Regions from separate parts of the Zea mays genome. Here regions 1 and 3 are each linked to region 2. A link is a contact called in public Hi-C data. All regions are on one chromosome and are shown on one strand. The core of a region is the stretch at or near the end of the contact, and the rest is flanking DNA. Distances in the headings are between cores, read along the strand shown. Region 1 has its middle 26 kb from the start of LOC109944010. Region 2 has its middle 78 kb from the start of LOC103648781. Region 3 has its middle 100 kb from the start of LOC100276147.

Evidence for each region. A called contact is a pair of places that touch in the nucleus more often than the background predicts.
Region 1: a contact with region 2 is called in a Hi-C map of ear, with 1.6 times the contacts expected there. The contact joins two enhancer-like sites. A contact is called at or near these places in 2 of 25 Hi-C or Micro-C datasets (ear and leaf).
Region 3: a Hi-C map of leaf shows a contact between it and region 2, with 2.9 times the contacts expected there. The contact joins two enhancer-like sites.

What each region holds. Positions count from the first base shown.
Region 1 is chr2:90,035,286-90,040,114 of Zm-B73-REFERENCE-NAM-5.0, reverse strand. No RefSeq gene overlaps it. Among protein-coding and RNA genes, the nearest start is that of LOC109944010, 26 kb to the right of the region's middle. Within about 2 kb of position 2,379, at least 17 of the 20 cell types and tissues checked have an H3K27ac peak or open chromatin away from gene starts, as enhancers often do. A contact at or near this core is called in ear and leaf, where this site is marked.
Region 2 is chr2:89,884,182-89,888,768 of Zm-B73-REFERENCE-NAM-5.0, reverse strand. No RefSeq gene overlaps it. Among protein-coding and RNA genes, the nearest start is that of LOC103648781, 78 kb to the right of the region's middle. Within about 2 kb of position 1,823, at least 7 of the 20 cell types and tissues checked have an H3K27ac peak or open chromatin away from gene starts, as enhancers often do. A contact at or near this core is called in ear and leaf, where this site is marked.
Region 3 is chr2:89,677,895-89,682,659 of Zm-B73-REFERENCE-NAM-5.0, reverse strand. No RefSeq gene overlaps it. Among protein-coding and RNA genes, the nearest start is that of LOC100276147, 100 kb to the right of the region's middle. Within about 2 kb of position 1,974, at least 2 of the 20 cell types and tissues checked have an H3K27ac peak or open chromatin away from gene starts, as enhancers often do. A contact at or near this core is called in leaf, where this site is marked.

The DNA.
Region 1 (4,829 bases), core at 1,130-3,629, 150 kb before region 2:
TAATTACATCATATGGAGACAACGATCTAGCAACCCAAAGTTGACTGGGACACGACGGCCTAGACCTCTCACGAACTCGTCACAGCATCCTCCATACGCCTCATCCTGCGGTACCTGTTCTTGACCAATGGGGGGTGTGAGACAGCAAGGGTGAGCTCACATATGTTCATCGCTCAACAAGTTGTGGGGAATTAGATGCATGAACTCACTAAAGGTGGGAGCTCATGTGAAGTGTAAGGCCTATCAAAGAGGATGGCTAAAGCTGAGCATATAAGTAGATACCAACCCAAATAAGTAATAGATCAAAACTGATAACAACACCCGCGATGCAATACATATGACAAATTAAGTTTAGTTCCATAAATTACTTATGTGAGGGTCCGAGCTGCTCATGACCGTGAGCACGGCTGATATATCAGTTTTACACTCTGCAGAGGTTGCGCATCTTTACCCACAAGTCATGTTACCTATCTGCCAAGGGGTCATGAATCACATACACCTCTACCAAGGAAGTGAGGCAAGGTAACACTAGGAGGCCTTTACAAAGTTCCACTAGCTTCAGAAAACCCGCTACAGTTTCTAGGAACCTCCAATGCAGGGATCCCTCACCTGACCGCCATCGCAGCAAAATCAATCTAAGGACCTCCCTACACTGACCACTCCCCTACTGCCCTTGCCCCTTTCGGGTAAGGTAGTCCTCCACTAGCTTTTCTAATTAGTCAGCCAAGGGTGTCCCATACCACCCTTGTGGTAGCACTATTTTCCTGGGTGGTCGCTCCATGTTCCAATTAACAATATGATCTTATCATGAACAATAACTAAAAAACAACATAATTGGAACATGATCATACTGAAACATTAGTTGCCCAAAACCAAGTAGAGCAATAGCAAAACTACCCAATAATCCATGTGCTTGCAAGGTGGGGAATAAACAATGCTAGGGAAACCTATTAGGTCCCATCAAATTAACCTGAGCATGTCAGAGTGATTAATAGTGAACATTATTAGGTAAAAAGGAGTGATCAAGGGCACAACTTGCATGTCACAATTAGATCTAAGTCTTTATGTTGATTTTATAAGTCATGTGATAAAGATATTTAAGGAATAACTTTGATCTATATCATACTAGAGTAGAAATAATATTTTAGTTATATTATAATTATAGACAAACTAACTTTGATTAGTATGAACAATCTACTAAGCATAGGTTAAATGAATATTTATTTTTGGAAACATGCTATTTGCTAAAACAATGTTACGGAAGAGTAGGCAAAATTATTATGAAGCTAACGCAACTTGAATGGATCAAATCAGAATAGACGAAGAAGATATGGGTTTATTAAATTGTAGGTTTTAATTCTATCATTATTAAGGATTTCTTGACCTAGGCGCAATTCTACAGAAGATCATGGGCTCCGTGTAACCTTTAGGACCCAACTACAATGATCTTTTGCCCATACCCAGACCGCAGGTTTATTATCCAATAACCTGAGGACCCATATGAGAAACACACAGGCCGAAGGGGTATCCGCGATCCACAGTCGTCCGATTAACAACCGAGTGCCAGATCAGATTTCTTTTAAAACAAATCGGTATGCAATGCCATCCACCCGATCCAAGATCAATGGGTGAGGTTTAATGAAGGCGCGCATCAGCCCCATCCCTTCGATCAGATCGGACGGTCCAAAGCAGTTAAACCCGAAACGTTATGGTCCCTTTGATCCTCACCGCAACCTCACCGATCGACGGTCAAGAGGTTATCTTCCACCATAAGCTGTTGCCCTCCCTAGGAATCGCATGCGAGCATGCATGACCCACCAACAGTAAGCAATACAGCACCAGCGACACGGATGGAGGGCGTTCTCACCATTGTTGGAGGCAGGGTCGTCCGACGACGAAGCGCGGGTCCGTGGCGAGGTACAAGTTCAGTGATCCTCTCCTTCTTCCTGTGATCGCGCCAGACCACCACTTGGCTGGCCGTTAATGATCGTGCAGCGAGCCCCGACAGTCTGCATTGGGCGCACGCCGGGATGCACGACTCCACAATGGCAACCTGCCTTGCACAACCCTACGCCGGTGATCGGCACTCCGTACGCGTCCAGGGCCCAGCGGCTCTTCCTCCTTACTCCCCTCTCTCTGGCTACGGGTGAGTTCTTGCTTGCTTCTAGTTGGGTGACCACGATGAATTCCTGGTGGATAGTGGGTTTTATAGAGGCGAGTCACAGGACATAGCGGCGCGGTTCGACCGGCACCGGAGTCCAGGGCGCGTTTGGCTGCCGATCCTAACCACCCGAGCTACGGACGCAATACGGTGCGACACCCATGTGCCCCGGCTGTCAGTGAAAGAGGAAAGTGCATGGATGACGTCATTTGTGACGCGTGGATGACATCACACCAATATATACCATTAAACTACCCGGCTGGAAACCTAGTGGGCCACAACCTTCAGTGACCGCGTAGAGGAGGTTAAGCAGGCCGGCGCACACCTAGGGGAAAAAGAAGGATGGGCCGAGCGGCGCCAAAATCAGCCCATGTGTGGTTTTCCTGTCTTCTTTTTTTTTGTTTATAATTTCTACTTTAATTTCCAAATATGCAAACTAAATTCAAACCCCTGTTTTGAACTTCCAAATTTCCAAACACAATTTCAACATGAATAATACTCCCTCTGTTTGCCATAATATTATTCTTATTATTCCATTCTTTTTAACTCTTTCTCCCCCATATTTTTCCAAGCTCGAAATTGAATTTTGAAACTAAATTTGTTTTAAGCCTAAGTTTGAATCTCACATTACCTCCATGTTATTCATTTTATAGTATAACTTTTGAAAAGAAGGATGCTTATTGTGGACATTTTTTATTAGTATTAATGTTATAAATTCTAAAGTAGAATTTTGGGTGTTACAAATCCTAACCCCCTAAAAATAATCTTGTCCTGAGATTAGTAAGAAAAAGGATGTATAACCATATTGTCTCAGAACATATGCACAAACAAGAATCTCAGCATGATGCATTACTTATTAGCAACACATAGGGTCAAATAGACCGTATTATTATTCCTAGAATAGTAAAAATCTAGCTACTAACTAAATTAATATTTAGGTCTTACAATAGTGCTCTAAAAGTATATATATGTATATTTATTTATATATTTATATTTATTCTAATCCTGTTGTTCATTGCCTTCTTCACCAATTTCTTCATCTTCAATAACCAGCACTTCTTGTTTTCAGGTCCATCAGGTTCAGCTTCTACTTCTGCATGGTTAACATGCCCCCGGTTGACCGATAAGGGCTGACTCTTGACTCCCGAGGCTTGACCTTGTTTCATCGGAGCTGGAGTAGTGTAAGCGGCCCTGTTGGGACAATAGTTGGCATAGTGTCCAAACTGTCCACACTAGAAGCATGATCTGTTGGTGGATGTATTAGGAGCAACAGGTCCAATTGGAGTGCTTGCTTGTGGAGGAGCATTTTGTGTCTGTTGAGTTTGTTGCCCGGAACTACCATGAGCAGGAGTACTTTGAGTAGTAGTATATCGAGGACAAGAACTACTCCTAGCCTGTCCCTAGTTGGCAGCCCTTCTCTTTTCTCCAAAATCAAACCTCTTGTTTTCCACAGCAATAGCTTTGTCTAGTAGTCTTTGGAAGGATGGGAATGTATGTGATATCAGTTGGTATTGTAGTGGTCCAATCAAACCTTCCAAAAAGAGCTCCTGCTTCTTCTCATCATCCTCAACTTCCCTAGGAGCATATCGAGATAGTTGAACAAATTTGTCCCTATATTCGCTTACGAACATACCTCCCTATTTGAGAGATAGAAACTCCTTCCTTTTAATATTCAAGAGTCCAGCATGAAAATATGGTAATTTCTGAATTGAGTGGAGAATTCTGCCCTGGTGATTGTGTTGACAACATGGGCAGCGCAGTATGCATCCCACCAATCCGCAGCAGGGCCGGTAAGGCAACCCGATGCATATAGCACCTTCTCTCTGTCAGAGCACTGAGCTATATTGAGCATCTTGTCCATAGACTTTAACCAGTCATCAGCTTGTAGTAGGTCCGCGGAGTTAGATAATGTCAGTGGTTTGTGACTCATAAACTTCCGGTGCTTATCCCTGGGTGGAGCTGGTGGTGCTGGTGGAGGTAGTGGTGGTTGTTGTTGCCGTTCCAACCGTTCTTGCCTCATTTCTTGACGCATTTCCTATCATTCTTGCCTCATCTGATTTTGCATTTCATTCATCGTGTTTGCCATTTGCTATAGTATCTATATCTGAGCGGCAACCACTCGGTCCCAGCCGGTGGAGGATTCATTTCTGTTTGTTGTTGTCTGATAATCCTCCTATTGTGGGGGTTGGCAGGTAGATCGATTCCTCCTCCCCTCCTGGTATTAACCATCTGGTTAGATACATATGGTAAGACAGTTTTGCAATGGGAATTACTTAGTAGGCAACCAGATAGGCTAGTAGCTGGGCATAAACGGAAGGTTCTTTGGCAAGGTTTTGATTTGTTGTTTTATGTTAACAATGTAATCATCACCAAAGAACTTTGCAATCATTGGTCTCTTACTCTTCCAAGTTGATACATTGTCATCTTCATAGGATTATGTATATGGGATTCCTCAGTGTGTTTTACCAGAATAAAATGCTCATGGAGTATCGATGGTTCATCATTAGATGTATCATGTGTAGGTTTCATAGGAAATTCGTCCTCAAAAAACGTACCATCTCTGGACTCCATAATAGTTCCAACCAACATGTCCAGTACTCTAGAGTTTATAATTAAGAACTTATATCCAATGTTGTGGAAAGCATATACAAGGAAAACACAATGAACA
Region 2 (4,587 bases), core at 574-3,073:
CAGTGATCAAAATAAGTTTCAAAACCGTATCTCATTAAGCCGGGCTAAGCAGCACTAGTTTTGCGTAAAACAGGTATCAAGGAATAATCATTCAAATTCTCATGGATGGTAATGCATCAGTTGTTTGATCATGCAACTCCTATCACCTAATGCATCATATCAAGTTATAAAAGTTTTGTAAACAACAAGGGAAGTGGTGAATGCACCGGGGCTTGCCTTTGTTGCAGAGAATAGCCGAAGACTAAGGAAATAAAATTTCATAAGTCTTCAGGGTGATGACCAGCCTCTAGGAAATTGTTTCACCAAGCGATTGATCCACGGATAACGTGATCTATACGTAGAGTAAAGATGCATGCTATGATCACGATGCCATAATGAGGTGAACATACATGCATGAAAAAGAATCTAAATCATAAAATCTCAATTATATCTTTCATTCACAAATAATTTCCACTTAATTACCAACAAAAATCTAATTACTACCCTAACAAGATTGCTAACGCTTCTGAAAAAAAACTAAAAGTTGCCATGAAAACTAAAAGTTGCCATGAATTAATCGAAATCCATACAGCATGGACCTCATCCAACACTATAAAAACCATTAAAACTATTTATCCATTCTTCGTAATTTCCTAAGTATTTACTCTATTAAAAAAATGTATCTCTTAACTAGATTTAGACCGGTTATCTAACTGAACAAACCCTAAAATCAAACCGTACTGCAAGAGAATCTACGCCTACGCAATACCAAAGCCGAGTGAAGATTCGCCAAATTGGTGGCGAACCTAATTTAGGCATTTTTCCGGATATCTAGCATGAGACGTACAGAAATTTATTTTTCTTCACGATCAAATTCCTTCCGACCACTAATCGCACTACTGTGATTTACAAGCATATAGCATAGACACAAGGTGCAGACTGATGACGCAGGCCACCGGTCGACCAAAACCGCACATGCATCAATTCCCTGGACTTACCCCCACATCCACGCACACATTACGATTTTAATACCAACCAATAAATTTATCGTACGTATTCATACATCAAACTAGCTAAATGATTAATGAATCATCTCACTATTGCTAATCCGGTTCGAATGTTGCAAAAACGGCAATGAGTTCCGATTCAGACAATTCACCAAATACGTGGCGTGCGAGTGAACCGGACGGGGTTAAATGAGCGCAACACAATAAAAAAATAACCTGAAGGGACTAAACTTGTAAGCACGTACACATAGAAATACCAATCACCACCACACAAATCAAAAATATTGCGACTAGTGCTAGGAGTATGGGCTGGGCTTTTCGGGCTAGCACGAGCACGACCCAAAAATAGGAGCCCAAAGCACTGGCACGAAATAATATGGGCCGGGCTAGCACGGTCCGAAGACGGGCTTGGACCGGGCCTCAATTTCCAGCCCGTCGGGCCCTCGGCACGGCCCACATAGATGGGTTGGACTTAAGCCGGTACGGCCCAATTAAACCAATCTATTTAATTTCTTTAATTTAGTAAGATATCGACTTTATATTATTGTTATATTTTTAGTTTATGTAGTCAAATGATGCTATAATTGTTTAATATCTTTAATTTAGTAAGCTATAAACTTTATATGGTTGTAATATTTTAATTTTATATGATCAAATATACGGGCCGGGTTTGGACCGGCACGGCCTAAAGAAGGTACGATGTGGTTTAGAGCCACTGTTTTTACAATTCGGACTGACACGGCACGGTTCAAAAATCTTTTGGGCTTTACTGGCCCGAACTCGTTTAGCACGAAGCACGATGGCTTAGGCCGGGCTGGCCCGGTCGAATTCGCAGCACTAATTGCGACTACCGAACGACGGCGCTACGACAATGAAAGCGCCGGTCGAATACGTACGGCCGCCAGTCCTGCTGGAGCTGATCGATGCGGTGCACATCAGAGTGGCTGGGCATGACGAACGGGCGCAGGTGCAGCAGAGGCGAGGTCGGGGCTCAAGGAGACAATGGCACAGACCAAGCGCGGCGAGCAGCGGAGTGTGCACACCTGGGGGTGCGACTAGGAAGGGATCGAACAGAGACGACGAGCTTGTGGTGGGGTGCAGAATCCTAGCCACCCCCAAGGTGGCGGTGATGCAGTGGAAGATGCAGCTACGCCAGGCATGAGAGGAGAGGATGAAGCTCTAGGCGAGGGGTGGTGCTCACTAGGCAGCAGCGGAGAGAGGTGTCGACGAGCAGAGGGACAAAACGGTGGGGTAGAAGCTGAGCACCGATGAAGTGAAGGCACGAGGGAGACAAAGTCCGAGCACTGCAAAACACAAAGGCAGCGGCCGACGTGTTGAACCATAGGGAAGCCCGCAGGGGCGGAACCTGCACGGCACAGGAGAATGGTCCCGACTGGGTTCGTTGAGGGTAGGGCGAGCTGACATTGAAGACTTCAGGGTGCGGCGGTTGAAGACGACGCCGTCGACCGCAGCTGGAAGCCAAGCTCGCGACTGGTGGAGCGAACCGGCCTAGGAAGATGCTGCCTGGGCGAGGCCGAGCACGGACAGGAACAAGCAGCAGGTGGGATTTTTCTTTCCGGGAACCTGAGTGTTTGCCTGATTTTTGTGAAGGAGACGTACAAGTCTACAGCCAGCACCTATGTAAGGAGATAAACACAGCTATGCACCTACGTGGAGGGAGCAGAAGATGTGAAGTAGAGAGATGGCGTGAGAGAGAAACACCTGTTCAACTTGCCGACCGAACAAAGTGATGAAGGGATAAGGAAAGGGAGCTGACGGTAGAGAAATGGAAAAGTTAGATTTTCCATACATCTCTTTTTATGTACATATCTATACTCTTGTCTCTGATTCGAATTTTTAAATGCACAATTATATCTAGTTTTGATCTTAACATTAACTCACAACTCCACGGATTAAGTACAACAAAGCTCCAGAATCAGTCACAGAACACTGAAATTCAGCTTCAGTTAACTGTACTAGGTCTGAAACCCAAAGTCTGACAGCCTATATTTGAGTAAGATTTTATTGTAGCTCCAAGAAATTTCAAGGGCATGATCTTTAATAAAAATTACTCTTCTACTATAGCTCTTCAATTTTAATATAAAAATCGTCTGCTAAAAGTTCATGGATCGAAAATTATAGAGGTCCAAAGTCAGCTCAAGGTCGCTGTTTTTTTTTCAGAATTCCAAAACTGAACAAAAAACTAAAACTTTGCAAATTACTTTGAATTCTTCCACAAAACTTGACAATCTCCATGAAAGTTACTTGGTTTTTAAAGCCCCACAACTTTTATATTTTGACCGCTGACAAATATATGGCTAAATCTTAAATTCCACTTATGGGTTCTAAACAACGATTTTGAAGGTGATTATTTGCCTTAAGTTTGATTCCAAATTTTTAATCGATGTTGTGTTGCTCCGAACTTACTTGGCACGAGCCGACACAACTGGACGGCTTTCTTAATTTTAAAATTACTTAAATAACAACGCCCTAATTCCTTATGGTTTAGAAATTGAAACGTTTAGCCATAAAAATTAGCTTTGATCCTATTATTAGCCCACTTCGGCAATTGTTAATGACTTGTCCCATACTACTCGGTTAAACGATTTATTTGGTACCAAAGTACCCACCTTGCACCAAAGAATAAAATAGAATTTATTTCACTTTTAATTTTTAATTGAGTGTGCCAAATCTAAATCTTAAATTGAGTTTTTAACAAAACTCAAAACACAACTTCACCCCAAATCATAAATCATGCAGAGGCAAAACAAGTTATATCATTTTAAAGTGAATGCAACACATGGTCAATTGTTATGGATGACCACATGTGATGATAATGCTTAAGATGATGCAATGCTTCAATTTTTAGTGACGCTTAACACCTAGGGTGTTACACCCTTGCCACTATCGGGTAAGGTAGTCCTCCACTAGCTTTCCTAGTTAGTCAGCCAAGGGCGTCTCATACCACCCTTGTGGTACCACTTTTTTCCGGGTGGTTCTCCATGTTTCAATTAACATAATGATCTTATCATGAACAGTAAATAATAAACTTGTCGGCGTTTCGACCCCGGGGGGTCCCTGGACCGACGAGTAAATTGTCGCTGTGTGTCCCAGCCCAGATGGGTCGGCGCGAGACGGAACACAAGGGGGAACAATAAGGGGAACCGTGGCTCGTGTTGTCCTACGCCCAGGGCGGATGCGCTTGCAGTAGGGGGTTACAAGTGTTCGCGAGGGATAGAGAGAGAGCCTGTTCGTCAGCCCGTCCTCCCGCGCGGCCACCTTCTCGTACGAGGGCCCTGGACCTTCCTTTTATAGACGTAAGGAGAGGGCCCAGGTGTACAATGGTGGGTGTAGCAGTGTGCTAACGTGTCCGGCAGAGAGGAGCCAGAGTCCTATGTACATGCCGGCGTGGTTGTCGGAGAGGTGTTGGTGCCCTGTTCATGTGATGTCGTGGCCGTCGGAGGAGCGCTTAAACCCTACGGAAGCACAGCTATCGGGGCTGTCGGGTCCTTGCTGACGTCTCCTTGCTTTCGTAAGGGACTGAGAACCGCCGTCGTCATGGAGCACGCGGGGTGCCATCATTACCTGTTTACCGGGGCGA
Region 3 (4,765 bases), core at 725-3,224, 210 kb after region 2:
TGGTGCACATGCATAGTCGTCTGAGGCCTTTGAGACAAGGGCAGGTGCATGTGGGCCCAATAACTTGGGAGGTTCTACCACAGGTGTCATGGTTAATGACTTATGGTGCCGCAGCGAAACTGAGAGCCCCTTGTGAATGTACACGCAAGGTTATGCTGCTTGGCGCATGCTGGTATTGAGGTCTCTAGTCATGATCCATTATGGAACTACACTGATATGTTATCTTCCATAGATCTCTCCATTGAAACAATTTCGGTGTTGTTTGTCGAAGTGATCAAGCAACATCTGTCATCTCTTTTGGATCAAAAGAGCATAACACTTTAATGTGCTCTTTAACGAATTCACTAGCAATTTAGAAATCTCCAAAAAAAATTATTATTAAGTCAAGTCGACTGATAACCACCTAATCATCGCTCTAATCATGCCTCGATCGCCTCACATGTGCTTTTCCAGCATGAGTGATCAGGTCGAGTCATGCTTAGTGCTCGATAAAATGGATTGATTGTGAAGTCAACATTTGTTGATTATCTTCACTAATGCGTTCCTCGAATTTTTATCATCTTCCTGGAACTTGAATTCCTCAAATAACCACGAGTTAACTGTGATGTTGTTCGACATCCACACTCATCTTATGTGTTATGAATTTTCAATGACCACTTGTTGGTAAACCTCTTTTTGTGTGTTTTACCCAAGAGGTTGCATCTAGTTCTGTTTGGATAAAGTCACATAATGACCGCTCGCTCAACAGACTCAGATAGTACAGTGTCATCAGAAAAAGCAAACTGCACACATGGAACCTTATGTGTTCTTCTGGTAGACATCGCATCTACTGATGGACATCTCTAAATTAGCTTACGGCGATACATATTATATCCACTAGAGAAACTACATCCTGAGATACTCGCCTTTGCTTGGAACTGTTTTATGATTATCGCTGATATGGACAAGGGTTACATGCTTCTCTACTCTTAAAAGTCTTTCGCCCTGAATCTCGGGACGAGATTCTTTTAGGGGGGCTGTAACACCCCAGGTGTTACTATACATTTAACAGCAAGTATGGATTTAAGTATGGAAAAATAATAGTCTCTATGTCTTAATCTGTTTCGTCTGTCGCGAGTTCGACATCATTTTTATCTTTATCTATCCGAACTTTTCCTAAATTTTCGTGATGTTCGGAACATAATTGTTCCAAAAATCGGTGAGTCTGGTGATTATTTAAAAATTCATCGCTCGCGCAAAGACGAATTTGAAAATTTAGTCCAGTCCTCTGAGTTCATCCAAAACAAATTAAATAGAACTCGACGACTAAAGTTTTCGATGCAAAATAATTTAGTCCCCTCTCGTCAAGCGAAACATCGTGTCTGAAGAATTATAATCATGGTTGGTTTCCAACAAATTATCCTCGACGGAGAAATCAAATAGGTTCAAATGGCAGATAAATATTTGTCCGATTTCAGATGCATCAAATATCATCTGAAGTACTGAAGCCGGTATTATTTTGGATCTGTCTATTTACGTGTTGTTCGAGAAAAACAATACGCCAGCTTATTAATCGAATCGTTCTGTAGTCAAATGATCGATAGCACGTGAGACTCGTAAAAATTTGACTGGATTAAATATAATCTAAATTATCGAAGCCGAAATCAGTTTAATTTAGTCCGTGTGCTTCTCTTCTCGATCTAAATCTTCAAATATAAATATGGGTAATAATTCATCTGACTTTATAGTATTCACCAAATCAAATCATGTTTAAATATTGTCGTTGATCTTAGGTTGGTGCGAACTATTTCTATATCTTTTAAACCTAATTTCTATAACTGCATTTATCTATGCATATTGTTTAGAAAAGAGAAAGAAAATCTGAGTTTTTTTATCCTCTACGTATTTATCTAATTCTATTTCTTTACATACGTTACTTGATTTCCTTGGAAATTTTATCCACCGCAGCTCTAGTCTTTCTCATCTCCTATCACCATCTCAGCTCTCTGGAATACTCCCAGCCACCACATTCATGCCACCTGCCCCCTCGAACTTCTGCACCGTTCGTTGCTTCCAGCAACTCGCCAAGACCCAACGCTAGGCTCTCATCTCCCTCACGTACGAACTTGTTCTTCCTTGTACGTTCAGTTCCTTGACAAGCTCACTCCGCTCTCGTTCTCCCCACACAGCTCTTGGACGCTCGCCTCACTCCGCTCTCGTTCTCCTCGCCTCCATGCTCCATCCATGGCGTGTGCCTGCCAGACGCCGATGTGAGCTTCCTATGCTCTTTTGGCCGTGCTCCGCCCTCTGCGCCACTGGCCGCTCCGACGCGAGCTCAGCTCTGGTGCCCAGGCCACGCCAGTCGTCCTTGCCAGGTCTCGGATGCTGTCTTCATCTTCCATGGTGCTGACCGTGAGCTCCACGTACGGCTCCGGCCAACGCTCCTCTAGTCGTGCTCCATTTCTACTCGTCCATGCCGCGCGACCCGTCTGCGCGCGATGCTCCCTACTCGCACCGTACAGGACCGCGTCATGTCCTGTACTGAGCTCTGCAGCCGCGCTTCCTCCAATAGCAGCTGCGTCACCAGGCCCTCGACGTCGTGCTGTGCGCCGGGACTGTCCGTAGCTCGCTTACGTGCCCAGCCGTCTCGAACCGCGCCGTCGACTCTTAGCACCGCGAGCTCACCTCCCCTTGCACACATCTCTGTAGAGCCTGACTCATCATGCGTGTGCGTCATCGAACTTGTCGTCTTCTGTGCGTCATCAAGAAATCCCGAGAGTTAGGTGAAGAAGCGATTCTCGCGTGACGCTCGTCAAATATATTCGTCGAACATCTTAAACATGTGAGCGTTGTCATTTCTGCGAATTCCAAATCGGATTTAGGTAAACTGATTCACTATTTTATTAGTTGATTGGGTTGATGGATCAAATAGAATTGTTGAACGCGATGATTTTCTTGATTTAGCATATGTGTGTTGAAATCGGGATTTTAGATGCGATTCATATGAAGGGTGAGGGTAGACATATCTAAATTATGTGACCGAATTAATAATACAAATTATAGGACTAGTGTTTCTAAGGTCTAGCAGATAGATGTTGTTAAGTTGCTTTGGATGTATTTCGTCGATGTCCTGATGTAGGAGCCATTATACGATATTCAGTGGTCGATTAGGTGTCTTGGCTAATTGTTGAGTAACATCGGTGAGCCAGCATCTGTTGGAAATCGGAGAAAACCCTGTGGTAGGTGTAAATACTTCAGATATTTAAGTTGATAAAAAATAAAAATACAATTTCGATGGCAAGTGTCTTCGTAGATATATAGGTCTAGTAATTGAAGTGATCCTATTTATATGATACAGTTACGTGTTTGTAGTAAGCACGCTACATTTGTGTGATGATGTCGATAGATTACTTTAGCAATCGTCATATTCTCTGCTAGTGGTCGATCAAGTGTCATGATTTATTATCGCTTGGTTTTCAAATATTTAAAATCGAGTAACATCAATAAGTCTATTTCTGTAAAAACTTGAGGATTGTCGGTGGGGAGTGAGCATAAGCGGTTTAGATTTTTGGTGCTAGGAAAGCAGTTTCGTAGAACTTTATATTGCATGATAATGTTCTACTTGTTAGATTAAGGATAAATGAGATATTTAATTTAGTTGGTCCTACGCATAATAGCCGAAAATAGTAATTCTAGAAGTTAATTGAATGGTTTCTATTCTTAGTCTGAGTCATGGGTGTCCGGTAATAGTGAGTCGGAGTTTTATTAGACTCTCCATGTTATGCTTTAATTAAGGGTACATAGCGTGTATTTATAGTTATTGTTGATTGATGCCTGAGTTGGATCCGATTAACTGGAAGTTCATGATCGTTGTCTTAGAAAGTCAAAAATATCGAGTATTTGCATATTAGAGTTGGCAACGTCTTGCTACGCGTGTCTAATTCTCTTTGGTACAAAAATATTTAGTCTTGTACTATTCTTGTTTATATGCATTCATGTGGATTATGCAAATCATTTAGGTACGTTAATTAATCACGATATGCGTAGGACTAGAACCAAGTCGACCACAAGATGTCGTAAAGTGCAAGCTACTCCAAAAGGTGATGCTGATGGACCAACCTGAAGATGGCTAATTTGAACTAGTACCAAGACAAAGGATGGTCGTCAAGTGATCGACGTCTAACAAACACTAACCTACACTACTACAGGGATCCTCTGTACAGGCGGTCCGGTTAGCCTCTACACAGGCGGTTCCAGGAACCGCTTGTGGTGCACCGCCTGTGATGTAAAACAACATCACAGGCGGTCAATCAAAAACCGCCTGTGATAGACACACATCACAGGCGGTCCGATTTAAAAGAACCGCCTGTGATAGACACACATCACAGGCGGTCCGGTTTAAAAGAACCGCCTGTGATACACACACATCACAGGCGGTTTTAATTATAAGCCGCCTGTATTCCAGAAACAGAATTAATAACAGAATTAATAACAGAAACAGAATTAATAACAGATTCAAACACAGATTCAAACACATATTCCATACACATATTCATCATACAAAGATTCCATACACAGATTCAAACAAGTTCTATATATAGCAGGTTCCATACACAGATTCATCCACATATATATCAAGTTCCATCATACACAGATTTATACACATCAAGTTGCATAATAACTCAACATCTCAAAGTTCCATAGACAACTAAACATCTAAAGTTCCTAACTAAAGACCTAAACACTGTGTGATATTGTGTACAAACTTAGTTCTGGGAATTTTTTG